Regions from separate parts of the Mus musculus genome. Here regions 2, 3 and 4 are each linked to region 1. A link is a contact called in public HiChIP or PLAC-seq data. All regions are on one chromosome and are shown on one strand. Each heading gives the region's core, a stretch centred on a gene start, on an enhancer-like site or on the middle of the called end of the contact. The rest is flanking DNA. Distances are from core to core; before and after follow the strand shown.

What was found. HiChIP or PLAC-seq counts read pairs in DNA pulled down with a chosen protein or histone mark.
Region 2: an H3K27ac HiChIP or PLAC-seq map of epiblast stem cells shows a contact between it and region 1. The contact joins two enhancer-like sites. A contact is called at or near these places in 2 of 15 datasets of contacts at CTCF or cohesin (the NIH/3T3 cell line and large pre-B cells), 3 of 484 Hi-C or Micro-C datasets (cardiomyocytes, cerebellum and cerebral cortex), 13 of 115 datasets of contacts at active chromatin or transcription factors (embryonic basal ganglia, embryonic forebrain, embryonic hindbrain and 4 more) and 1 of 9 other capture datasets (adipose tissue).
Region 3: a contact with region 1 is called in a FOXA1 HiChIP or PLAC-seq map of pancreatic cancer cells. The contact joins two enhancer-like sites. A contact is called at or near these places in 2 of 15 datasets of contacts at CTCF or cohesin (the NIH/3T3 cell line and large pre-B cells), 5 of 484 Hi-C or Micro-C datasets (muscle stem cells, myocytes, nephron progenitors and 1 more), 15 of 115 datasets of contacts at active chromatin or transcription factors (astrocytes, embryonic basal ganglia, embryonic forebrain and 10 more) and 2 of 9 other capture datasets (embryonic stem cells and embryonic tail).
Region 4: a contact with region 1 is called in an H3K27ac HiChIP or PLAC-seq map of epiblast stem cells, with 4 times the contacts expected there. The contact joins two enhancer-like sites. A contact is called at or near these places in 1 of 15 datasets of contacts at CTCF or cohesin (large pre-B cells), 5 of 115 datasets of contacts at active chromatin or transcription factors (cardiomyocytes, embryonic basal ganglia, epiblast stem cells and 2 more) and 2 of 9 other capture datasets (liver and pancreatic islet).

Annotation. Positions count from the first base shown.
Region 1 is chr7:112,452,568-112,455,761 of GRCm38.p6, reverse strand. All of the region lies in intron 1 of Parva (parvin, alpha), which reads right to left. It overlaps Gm45998 (a long non-coding RNA gene), which reads right to left. Exons shown (of 2, transcript XR_001778261.2): 1 at 1-3,194. Among named protein-coding and RNA genes, the nearest start is that of Gm45998, 2.8 kb to the right of the region's middle. Within about 2 kb of position 1,656, at least 116 of the 459 cell types and tissues checked have an H3K27ac peak or open chromatin away from gene starts, as enhancers often do. A contact at or near this core is called in the NIH/3T3 cell line, adipose tissue, embryonic stem cells and 5 more, where this site is marked.
Region 2 is chr7:112,840,508-112,843,701 of GRCm38.p6, reverse strand. Tead1 (TEA domain family member 1) reads right to left here. Exons shown (of 13, transcript NM_009346.4): 4 at 1,600-1,662. Among named protein-coding and RNA genes, the nearest start is that of Rassf10, 110 kb to the left of the region's middle. Within about 2 kb of position 1,536, at least 98 of the 459 cell types and tissues checked have an H3K27ac peak or open chromatin away from gene starts, as enhancers often do. A contact at or near this core is called in adipose tissue, embryonic stem cells, epiblast stem cells and 1 more, where this site is marked.
Region 3 is chr7:112,822,137-112,825,330 of GRCm38.p6, reverse strand. The region is part of intron 2 of Tead1 (TEA domain family member 1); the gene reads right to left. Among named protein-coding and RNA genes, the nearest start is that of Rassf10, 130 kb to the left of the region's middle. Within about 2 kb of position 1,465, at least 137 of the 459 cell types and tissues checked have an H3K27ac peak or open chromatin away from gene starts, as enhancers often do. A contact at or near this core is called in the NIH/3T3 cell line, embryonic stem cells, epiblast stem cells and 3 more, where this site is marked.
Region 4 is chr7:112,742,228-112,745,421 of GRCm38.p6, reverse strand. All of the region lies in intron 1 of Tead1 (TEA domain family member 1), which reads right to left. Among named protein-coding and RNA genes, the nearest start is that of Tead1, 64 kb to the right of the region's middle. Within about 2 kb of position 1,536, at least 114 of the 459 cell types and tissues checked have an H3K27ac peak or open chromatin away from gene starts, as enhancers often do. A contact at or near this core is called in epiblast stem cells, pancreatic islet and stem cell-derived neural progenitor cells, where this site is marked.

The DNA of each region.
Region 1 (3,194 bases), core at 407-2,906:
GGCCTGTGAGGTGAGGTGTCTGTTATGAAGCCTTGACAGATAAGAAAAGAATGTTAGAATGAATAGATAGGAACACACACGCACACACACACACGGAACTCATCTAATAGAGTTGGGTGCAAACCAGCTTGACTCCAGTTGTCCAACTGGAGCCCCAGGAAAGCCAAGCTGTGGAACAAACATATACCCAGGACATCCAGTCTGCAAAAATCAAGAACCTCAAAGCTGCCCCAACTCAATCTACACAGACTCCTGTATACAGTTCCATTTCTTTATGTTATCTTGTTATCCTGAGAAAAGTAACAGTTGGGTTTTTTTTCTTTGTTTTGTTTTGTTTTGTTTTGTTTTGTTTTGTTTTAATTAAGAGAATAAGAAAAACATCCTTTCCTGGCTCATACTTGAAAACTCTCCTATGGAAACGTAGATACGCTGAGAGGCAGGATAACCTAATGGTTAGGGGACATTAGGTCCTAGAGTTGACAGCCTTGCTTTGAATGCTATGCTGGCCCCACCACTTACAGTGAGCTGATTACTCCAGCTCTGTAACTCAGTACACAGAAGGAGATAAAAGCAAAGCCTGAGGCCACCAAGAGGCACAGCTGGTAAAGGAGCTTGCCACCAAGGCTGATGACCTGAGTTTGGTCCCCTGGATCTACTTAGCAGAAGGAGAGAATTGACTCCTGTAAGCTGTCCTCTGACCCCTCATGCATGTACAGCATACAGTAAATAAGTGTAATTAAAATAGCAAAATCCTACCTCACAGCTAGTCATTTAATGGGATCCAATGAATCTATCTTTCTGTGTAATATACATTTCATATAACTGTGACCTCTGCAAGCTCTTTACAGTATATTCCAAGCTTTAGGGGAGGGTGAGGCCAAAGGGAAGGTTGAAACACCAGCACAGTAACAGCACACATTTTTGTGTGGCATGCCAAGACCCCAACATGAACTCATTACTAGCTGTGTTAGAGACCGCTCTGTTGCATCCTTGTATAGAAATAATACACACATACAGAGAAAAGCTGGGATTAGGCCTGACAGAGACGATCAGCATGTTTATTATACACAGGCAAACAAGGAGGCAGGCTTAGCTAGTCTCCACACAAGCAGCCTGTGTAGGGGAGCAGTCTTCAGGACATCAGCACGCGGAGCAGGGAGAAAGTTACAGTGGGCATTTTCTGGAGCGACTGTGAGTATCCACACATGGACAAGAGGAAGGTTCTACCATCCTCTGAGCCTCACCCAGGGAACGCTTTGCCACTTCCATGGGTCTGAGACACTGGGGTTCTTGACAAGGCTGTGCTCATGTCAAACAATACCCTTCTTCAGTCGCTCCCCAACATTGCTTCAAGGCCTTTTGATCCCTGTTTAGAAGATGGAAAACTGACATTCAAAGAAACAAATGATATGGCCAGGCCCAAGCAGCTCTGAGGTCTGTGTCCCTCCAGAGGACCAGTCCCTAGAAGCTAGGCTGAAGAGGAAAGTGTGGTGTGTCTCCTTCCCAAGATGGAAATTCAACTCCAGGGCTGTTCCTTCCAGGGCATCTGCAATCCCCTCCCTGGGGCTAACACTCAGCAGTTGGCCTTGCTGCCCCTGGTAGGATAATAGTCTCCGGGTGTGAACTCAGCAGGCAGGCAGTTCTTGGAATGTTCTGGGAGGATGCAGGGGCTCATGAGTCACTCTGCCCTTCTCTCTGCTCCTTCTCAAGGCCCTGGATGTCATTATCCCTGTCACTGGGTTTTCTGCTGCTGGTTGGCTGCACAATTATCCCTAAAAGGAAATCAGTCTTAAGTCTCATCTCTAGCCAAGTGCACTGCAGGAGGGCAGGAGAGCCCTGCAAACCTTCCAGGGCGCCTGCCTGCAAGAACTGGAGAGGCAGAGGGGCTCCGACTGGCTGGCAGCTTTGGATCTCCATAGGGCTAGAGGCTTCCTCCAATCAGAACCCTGGACCCTCTGCATCAAAGGCAAGCATGCCACAAGAACACACAATCTCTAAATATTTATCCCAAAAGTCAAGAGAGAGCCCAGTCGGCAAAGGCTGGGAAACCAGAGGCAGTCGGCCTGGGAGAAGAGGGAATGCTAGAAACACAAAGGCCTTTTGCCTTGAACTCCAGAAATGTCTGTGAACACTAAATGCTGGAGACAGGATCTTAGGAATTCATCACTTAGAAATGTATGGGCACATCCCCAACAAAACCAGAGCTCAGGGGGACTCAAATGACAGGTCTTCTTCACAAGAAAAGTTATAATTCTGTATTAAGTTTTAATTTTTTTGAGTCAGAATCTCACTATGTAGTCTAGGCTAGCCTCAGACTTCGCTGCATCAAACCAGGTATGGATGCCACATGCTTATAATCACAGAATTTCAGAGGCTGAGGCAGGAGGGTGACAAGTTCATGACTAGCCTGGACTGTATACTGATTCATTCTCGTTCTCTCTCTCTCTCTCTCTCTCTCTCTCTCTCTCTCTCTCTCTCTCTCTCTCTCTCCAAACCAACAACAAAATCTTGCTATACAGAGTCTTCGGCAAATGCCAGGCTTTCTGCCTTGCCTTCTGAATGCAGAAGGCAGGACTGAATTCATAGGAAGAAAAAAAAACAATTGTTTTTAGCCCTGAAATATAAAGTATAGGGATATTTGCTTATAGCCACCCCACTACCTGCATCTCCTTCCTGAATACCAAGCTGGACATATATAGCTAAATTCAAACTCAAAAAACTTGAGACAGCAATTCTACTTCTAAGAATTTATGGTTGGTAACGGAGACCAGCAGAAGGAAGGTGGGCAGATGAAGACAGCCACAGGGAATATGAACAAAGTTTAGTCTTATAACACATATACATGTATATATATACACATACACTATGATGAAATACATTATTTTATATTCTACCTAAAAAAATAATAAAGAAGGAATTCATGGGGCTGGTAAACTGAAATAGGATACTTTTATTTGTTTGCAAGCAGGCTTAATGCACCATTGTTTGGAGCAGTAAATCGTTACAAAAAGCTTAAGTGCCTGGCAATAGGAAACGGTTTGAATACCTTCTAGCAGGGTGTGACTCTGTCATACAGTACACCAAGCTGCTGAAAAATGAGACCACACCTGAAAGGCACCAAGACCAGTAACAACCAGAAAAGAGTAGCCAGCCATCTAAACGCTGTATTGATTATTCTTGTCGGTGTGAGTTGT
Region 2 (3,194 bases), core at 287-2,786, 390 kb before region 1:
AAACTAAGTTTTACTATGAATAAATAGTAAATAAAGACCTTCCCAAGGGGCTCTGAATTACCCCATTTCAGAGAAGTAAATGCCAGGCACACTAAACTGGAGCAGGAAAAGCAACTCGGAATTTAAAATGATCAGTGCCTTAATTTTTAAATTTGTATTTAGTTATTTCTTACTGTGGATGGTTCTTGGTTATAAATGGTGCCCCATATTTAAAAAAAAAAAAAAGCTCAACATGAAGCAGGCTTGATTATCTTATCTTCAAGACCATCGTTAGGTTTTGTCTTATTGTTTTGTTTTTGCCTGTGGCCATATCTGCAGATTTCTTTATTTCTCTCTTTTCTGTGTTTATTTTGTTTTTTGAGATAAGGTTTCTCTGTGTAACAGAGCCCTGGCTGTCCTAGACTGGCTCTGTGAACCAAGCTGGCCTGGAACTCATAGATATCCACCTGCCTCTGCCTCTTGAGTGCTGGGATTAAAGGCATGCACCACCATGCCAGCGCTCTCTTCTGTATTTTTGAGATGGTATCTCATTATAAATTTGTAGCCATGCTCCCTGCCTCTTTTCTTTTTTTTTTTTTTTTTTTTTTTTTTTTAAGATTTATTTATTTATTATATGTAAGTACACTGTAGTTGTCTTCAGATACACCAGAAGAGGGCACCAGATCTCATTACGGGTGGTTGTGAGCCACCATGTGGTTGCTGGGATTTGAACTTCAGACCTTCGGAAGAGCAGTCGGGTGCCCTTACCCACTGAGCCATCTCACCAGCCCCTCCCTGCCTCTTTTCTACGGGGATCACAGGTATAAGCCACAGTGTCTGGTTTAGCTTTCTCTACTAAGGAGACCCACTAAAAAAACAGCATATCAGACAATGTGGAAGACAATTTGTGTTGAAGGAGATACATATAAAAATGTATTTTCTCAAATTACTATTATTTATCTTATGTATATGTGTGTTTTGCTGGCAGAGGCCAGAAAATGGCATTGGATCCCCTGGAACTCAAGTTATAGACAATTGTGAGGTGCTATAAGGATTCTGAGAATTAAACCAGGGTTCTCTGGGCCATCTCTCCAGCCCTTTTTAAAAAAAAAAAAGATACATTAATTTTTTTTTTTAAAAATCCAAAACCATAAATTAGAATCAGTGCTAAATGTATTATAAAAGTCATTTCACAACAACTGGAGACAATTTCATCCTTTTCAGTTATTTTTATTTTATTTTATTTTTAAGGTTATACTAGACTATCCATTAGCTGATTCTCAAATTGCTACAGGACAGTTATTAGAAGATTTTTTTTTTCTTTTTCTTTTTCTTTTCTTCTTTTAATTGCATTTCTGTGCTGAAGTTATTGAGATCAGCTCTCTGCTGCGACTGCGATTGCGTTGTTACTGGGAAACTTGCACACACTCGCGCACACACAGAGTTTAACGTGAGGCCCGTACAAAAACAGAGAGATTAGACACAAAGAAATGTAAACAGCCCTCACATGCTAGGAAGCTAGGTTACAAGAATCCCAGCGCCAGGCATTCACCAGTCACCATGGAAAACAGGAAGTGAGGTGCATAGCAACCACGAGCCAAAAAGCAGAAAAGCGCATACCTTCAGCTTGGAATGAAAATCACGAGATTTCCTTCTGGCAAGAACCTGAATGTGACTAGACACCTGCAGGGTAGGGGAAGGGAGGAAAACAAAGGAAAAGCCTGTAACCATGGAGATGAAAAGCCCCCTACAACTGGGCAAGCCAGACGTACCTTAATGGCGGCTTGAATTTCTCGAACTTTCTTTCTTGCTAAGACCTGTATATGACTAGACACCTACATTTTTCGGGTTTATGCGGGGGAAACAAAACGAGAAAAAAAGAAAACAAAAAAAAACAAAAACAAAAACAAAAAAAGGAAATCAAATATAAAATCGCTATTCCTTGGGAGGGGTGGGGTAGGGGAGGTTATTTGCATCTCAACGAAGCTCTGCAGTTAGGAACATACAGTCCCAGCCAGACACCAAGCCCCCAGCACCTCTCTAAAGCTCTATGGACAGGGTCCTCGTGGCAGTGACTTGATTCAGAACTTTAGGCAGGCTCGTCTCCATGTTCCCACCCAGAGAGATGAGAGGTGGGTGCTGGGAAAAACCTTATTTGGAGAGCCATAAGAAGAGAGAGGAGGGATGCTTTCTTTATGAAATTTTTAAAAAGGCGGGGGTAGAGATAAATTAAAATATTTACAGCATCTCAGTATCGGGAGAGAAAGAAAATTCCCCTTCCTCAATTTAGAGAGGACTGTCCATAAATTAGCATGCTCTACAGAATCAAAGCTGAGGCTGTGAGCTGGATTCTGATCTCCTGGAGGACTCTAGATTCTGTGGCAAATGCTGAAATAATACCGGCACATAAATTAGATCTCAAAGAAAAATGGGACCCAGTTAGCAGAGCCTCCCCGCCCACCCCAACCCCTTAAAATGTCTTTAATCCTTCCACACTTTTGGGAATCGCCTGGGAGCCAAGTGGATCTGCATATTATTACAAAAAGAGATGTGTGAATACAACCAGCCAGCCAGTTAAAAATCTGGTCTGAAAAACCACTCAGCTTTGCTGAACAACACTAGAGTGGTGTCGCCAACTGTGGCCAACAGGCACCCCGAGGGTGATGCTGGGTGTGGAAAAACTGCCAGACAGGCCTCTAACACAGTGATTCCACTGGGCAAGCAAAACCGCATCGATTTCAGTGGGACTTGATTACATTTAGAAGATCCCCCCGTGAAGGGGTCACTGGGCAAGTGAGCAGAGCGTGCTGGCCAACAGGCCAGTTCAGCACTTGAGATGGAAGGAGAGCGCGGTGTCTGCATTGGGAGACTCTGAACCTTCCCATTACAAGTTCAGTGACTTGGGCTTTGTGGCAGTCACCTCATTTCTAACTCTCCAGTGACTCCAGATTATTAAAGATCTTTTGGTAGTCAAATGTCTTTTGAGTTTCGATAATTCCCTTTCTTCCCGTTTCCAGGGAAGCAGGGCTCCCCCATCCTCTTCGCTCCTTCATCTGGCTCCCGCTGTTACTCATTTGCACCCAGAGTCGCTTCTGATTCTCTGCCTTGATGAGGGCCATGGCTGGGTGCATCCCCAGCAGACAGTGCCTGCCTGCCTCTGTGCTGGCAGGAGGCCACCCCTTTCTGCTGACTTAGCAAGGGGCCAGCATGGGCAG
Region 3 (3,194 bases), core at 216-2,715, 370 kb before region 1:
TGGGTGTCTAGAAACAATAGTCTTTCTTGCACCCCCAAACACAACCCCTACGCCTGTACAATCTGATGGTGGTAGTGGTGACAGAGGAGGCAGCAGCCAGGCTAAGTGTTGGTGCAAAGTGACTAGTGGGCTTTATGGATGGACTCACTGACAAGGGAAAGTAGTAGTCACTCTACTTGTCACAGATTCCTAATACTGGGCAAAAGGAGATTGCTCTTAAATCTTTGTGTTTTAGGCCAGCTCTAAAGATGAGAAAATGTTAAGATTTTTTACCATTTGAATAAAATCTGCTTTGTAATAAGGACTCAGAACTAACCGAATCTGAAATTAAACTGCTCTTTCAAACATCAAATCGTGCCCCATGAGGGAGAGCAAGAGATTGACAGAAAGAATATTCATTTTTAAACGTTTACGTTCTTTCTAGCTTACTAAAGTTCAAGAGTCTCCAGAGAAAATAACTTAAATAATTCAGTCATAAAAAGAACCCCCATCCACCACCAAGATGTCATTTTTAAGCCACAAGGTAATTTATAAAGATAAAAAGGAAGTGATGTAACAGGAACTGGGGCTGGTTAGTCCTTAATATTAGGCTTTGTAGGCAATAGTTGGTTATTTATCCCAGCTACAGTTCTAATGACATTTAAAAAAAAAAAAAAAAGTGAGCCACAGGGACATCTGGTTTAAAAACATAAAATTTTTTCCGTGCCATAAAAGAGACACATGCAATTGTGGCTGGCGAGTTATCAGTGATGGAATATTCCATACATGGAGTTTTCATTTCATGGAGTTTTAAAGAGCTTATTCTTCCCTGTGCGCTTTAGAAAGAACAAACTGAAACAACAAACAAAACACACCCCTGGAGGGGCTGGTGAGATGGCTCAGTGGGTAAGAGCACCCGACTGCTCTCCCGAAGGTCAGGAGTTCGAATCCCAGCAACCACATGGTGGCTCATAACCATCTGTAACAAGATCTGACGCCCTCTTCTGGAGTGTCTGAAGACAGCTACAGTGTACTTACATATAATAAATAAATAAATCTTTAAAAAAAAAAAAAAAAAAAAAAAAAAAAAAAAAAAAAAAAAACACACCCCTGGAGGCTGCTGACAAATAAACCATTAGATTAATATTTTGTCAATGCCACTTGTCACAACAAAAGCGGCAGCATTTCTCATTTACTTGAAGACTGGTTTAATTAAAATTCAAAAAACCGCGACAAACCTATATTGAATTTCATTGGCTGCACGGCAATTACTCACTTTGTAGCTGACTATAAACAGAATTTTATTACATCCACAAAATGAATGAAAAAGCTAACAGGAACTATGACACCGAGAGCAAGCCCCGCCTCTTCCACTTGAAATGAGGAGCTACTTCCTATTAATGTGACCTAAGAAAACGAGGAGCCCTGAGTTCCTTTTCCCAATGCACAGGCAGGATGGACATGCCTGCAGGGCCCTGACTCACACCAGGGCTCAGCTCCACAGGAACAGATCTGGCAGAGCCTGGTGAGCGAATCCCACACCCCACCCCCTCTACCAACAGAAAGAGTCTGACTTGGCTCAAACCCAAAACTGAGACAATGGAGGCTGCCAGGCATGATGGATGACTTAGAAGACTTAAAACCACCATTTGCATTCTCCCAGATAAACAATTAGCTGGGGGGGTGGGGGGGGAGAGGAGTGGGGCTGTGGGGGAGGGGCGTCCAGGGAGCTGAAAGCAACCTGCAAGTATCTCTCATCTGCCTGGATGAAAAAAAAGACTTGCTTAGTGAAATCAGGTTGGTTTACTTTAAAAACAGCTAAGGCATTATCTTAAGGTGTCTCATTGGAATGAGAAGAAACCGAGGGTTAGAGAAAGTTTAGAGCAGTTCAAGTCAGGGAAGGTTTACAGGTCGAACAACCCTCTAGCATCAGGTGTTCCAACCATAGTGTGCATGATGCCCCAGACCTTCTTCCTTTATCTTTCAATCCGCATAATTATAATAGGCAGCACAGTAACTTTTTACGGAATAAAGACGGGTGGGAATATACGTGATTTAAACATGAGGGAAAGGAAACAGACTATAGACACTTTTGCCAGGCACTGAAGCAGCGCACAGTTTCTTGGGTTCATGAAGAGCTTGGGTGAGGGTAAGAGATGCCTGGTAGAGAACGGAGAAATGTCTTAAAAGTCAACCTTAATTTCTCCGGAAAGATTTACAGGCCTGAACAAGAGTGCCTCCGGAAGTCCACCAATTCTCCATTAAAGCAGGAGGTGGCAGTGTAGTTTCCATGGTAACAGAGACTCTCGCTTGCCAGCAAGCTTGTTGTATACTGCCAAAAGTTTCTCCTCAAATCTCAACTTCCTGTTTGCAGGTGCTAACAAAACCAGACAGACTTTTAAGTACTAGCAAACAGTGCAGTGATTTTCCCCCCTAAAGGGGGATTCTAAATCTTGGGTTTTGGCAAAAGTGGCCTGGCAGGTTCACAAGGCTTTGCAACTAGACCTCTCAGGAGAGGCTCAGAGAACAATCTGAAAGGAGTTAGGAGCCTCCTGAGGACTTTCAATGAGTTAAATGTATTTGCTGTAATATTATAATGTGTTATGACAAGCTATATATGAGCATAATAGGCTCTTGTGATTAACACTAGTCTGGTTTTTCTTTCTGTGTGTTATAGTTGAGTTGATGGTTTGAGGGGTGGCAACAGCCTGATTTACCAGAACTCAAAGACAAAAAAGACATCTGAATACACTGTATGCTTTTGCCCTCCCTCCCTCCCGTGTGTATATGTGTTGGCATTGGGTGTCTTCTTCAACCTTGTTTTTTTAAATATATATATAGTCTCACTGAGCCTGGGGCACACATATTCAGCTCCAAGAATCCCCCTGCCTCTGCTTCACCAGCATTAGGACTGTAAACAAGAGTGGCTGAGCCCAGTTTTTAATATGGATGCTCAAAATCCAAACCCATGGACCCACAGCAGTTACTTTCCACCCTGCACCACTGCTGAGCCCTGACTACAGTCCTTTAACATCTGTAATCCTGGCATCTGTTGTGTCTCATGATACACCTTAAAATACACTCTTCCTCCGTGTGAAGAGAGAATTACAGGAAAGTACGGACTAGAAGTCTCCCATTAACAGTGTCAGCTTGTGGCAAAGTTGCTAGCCTTTTTAGTCTTAGTTTCTTCATGGGTCTAATTCAATGCCACTGTG
Region 4 (3,194 bases), core at 287-2,786, 290 kb before region 1:
AATGTATATGCACAAATGTGTATCTGTTTAGAGGGGAAAAGGATAAGATTATTTTATCAATGTGAAGCCAGTTTTTAAATCAAAAGCATTTTCAGTGTGGTCTGAGACCAGGAAAACTCCTACATTGTCTCAGGAATAACAATGGGGTGTATTTCTTAAGCATTCCAAATTTACAAATGCATGAGAGAGACAACTTGGGGAGACAGTTTACACAGGTGGCTTGTTTGAACAGCCAAAGGTGTGAACTAATTTTGCTGGGGGAAGGGGCAGTTACTCAGCTCCAATAACTGCTCACCCAACTTTGTCTTCATTGTTCCAGCATATTCCCCTGGTCCCTAAAGAGAGTTTGAGAGTGACAGTGTGGTGACTCAAGCCTCACCTCTCTAGGGTGCTATGCTAGAAGGCCAGCAAAGGCAACTAAAGCATGAGCTAACCAAAAACACAGCAGAGAGTGACTATTGTCTCTCTCTGTGACAATGAATTACTCAGTGAACACATAGTCTATGTGAACTTTTAATTCTGCACTTAACAACTAACTGTCCTCTAGCTTTTTCTTCAAAGTTAAAATATTATCACCATGGTAAAGAATAAGTGAGATGGCATAAATAAACAATCCTATCATAAGGATTATTATAAATCCTTAATAAATTGTACGTCTCTGCCATCAACAGGCAGCTGTGCACTGCTTTAGCTTGATGCATACAGACTAGTGTGAACACACTTTTTTCTTTTTAGAGACTCAGTTTATAGCACTGCAGGACCTGGAGTGGGCTATGCTGACCATCCTGGCTTCAAACTCAGAGATCTGCCTGCCTCTGCCCCCTCAGTGCTGGGATTACAGGTGTGAGCCACCCACCTGAGTGTTCATGCATCTTGACTTTGCTGCAGGATTCTCAAGCAACTACTGAATAAACGCATATAACAATATTTGATAATTACAGCTTAAATATGTGTCACCTCTGTATAACCAATTTTCAGAGGCAGGAACTATTTTCCATTCAGTTTTGCACCCCTCCTAGCACCTAACACAATTCAGTAAATAACCATCCAATTTATTTAAACATCAGGCATTAATTCTTTTTTATGACTTTTAAGAAACCAAGCCAGGCTTGGTGGTACTAGCTTGTAATCCTAGAACTCAAGAGGAAGAGGCTGGACTGCACTTCCCGGCCTGCTTGGGCTGAACACTGAGACAAGGAGTAGGGGGTAGGGGGTAGAGGGTGGGGGTGAGGTGGGAGGGGCAGGGGAGTATGTGGTGCACACAAAATCTCTCCTCACCAAACAAATTTCAAGGATTGATTCAGGCATACCCTACCTAGACTAGACCCACAGAACAAAAGCAGTAACTTGCTGACTTAAAAATATTCCTCATTTCCCCAAACCCCAACTGTATTCAATAACTAATCCTTCCAGTCTTGGCTTCAAGGCTGAGCCCCCACCTCCTATCCCAGTAGGGCCCCGCTAAGCAGTGATCTGAAGTCCTCGCTAGTGACCCGGCCCCTCCCCCAAGGCAGCTGCTCTGCCTGGGTGACTGCAACAGCACGGACCCAAGCACCATTTTCAACTCAGTCTGAGTCCCGAGGCCAGGGGGCTGCTCTAAGTATCAGGTTACTACAAAAATAACAGCAGGCCAGTCGACACCCCTGCCAAGTGCGGGAGGGAAGTGTTCAGGAGGTGAGAAAGGAGCCGGGGAGGAAAGGAGGCAGGCGTTAGAGTGAGTGTAGGAAAGAATCCCCACGGTGAGAGAGAGACTGCAGAATTCCTACCTGCCTTCTCCACATCTCCACTGTGGACCTCACAATCTCTAACTCCCTCCCTCAGAAGCCAGAGGAACTCCATCTCTGTGATACTTGACCATTTGGAAGGTGCTTTTGAAAACTGTTTCAGGGGCAAGCTGGAGAGACGGTTTTCTTTCAACAGCATACATGAAAGTCAGATTTGAGTCAAAGGTTTGTACAAGGATTGCCAACTCTACAAATCCCTGATGCTGCTCAGCTTTAATGTAATGTTCTCAAAACCAAATTCCAGCACCACAAAGCTAATTAGGTCTGCAGGAGGAGAGGCAGGCCTTCAAGAAAGAAAATGCTAGTAAAAAGGCATTTATTCGCTGTTCTGTTCCTTTCTAAAATGAATTCAAAGTTCACTCCCGTGCCGCTGCCCTCGTGCGCACAGGTGCACAGCCAGCTTGATGTGGTCTGGCCCAGCCTGGCCATTTCAAATAAAGTGAACTTCAATCACTCCTCAGAGTTCGCACATTATTGATTCTCCATCCATCACTCTTTCATCTCAGTTTGCTCCCCACACGGCCTCTTTAATTGGCTCCTGGAAACTGTTTTATAAGTGGGTGGGTGTGGACCCAGCACCAAGTCTCTCCTTTGGACCAGGCAGGTAACCCTCAAGACCAGGCCATCCATTGGGCAGATTAAGTCTACCACTGAAACCCCACAAGTGGGAAAGAAACTGGGAATACCAGGAAGGCTGAGCTAACTCCAATAAGCATGGGAGACTCCCAAAATGGGGGCGTGAACAGATCACACTCTCAGTGTCTAAGATTTTAAAAAAAGGAACCCTAAGTTTTGGATTTCGTTTTTGGGTTTAGCTTTCTTCATATTCTTGGGGTCCTCATGCAGCTTAGGAGAGCCTTTGGTTGTACATATTATGTAGTCAAGACTGGCCTTGAACTCCTGGTTACTAAGTCTCTACCTTCTGAGTACTGGGATCATGAGCATGTACTGCCTGGCTCCAAGATTTCCTTTTAACTTTTGATGGGGGGAAGGACCCCCAAAAGTCACATGGCTTTGTAGCTGGTTTATGTTTTATGTTAAAACAAAGGGATAACGAGTATTCTACAACACAGCAATATTCTAAATAAGGAACTACTGGAAATGCTCAAAATAAGAAAGATTATTTTTTATAAAGAATATTTTAGTACAAGCAAGCCACAACAGCAGTAGACATGCAGACAGGCAGAAATGATGGGATTTCTGGTTTTGGCTTTTTTCTTTTCTTTTTTTCTTAGCTTGTAAGATACAGCCCCTCTCCCGGTTAAATCAGTGAGGTGCTCCAGAGGACCCATTAGCAACAATTCCATTCTACAACCCAAGCCTAGTTCCCTAACACAGGATCCCATCTACCTGCCCCCACAGTCACAATCAAGACACTCCATGCGGAGCTCTGCACACCATGCATATATC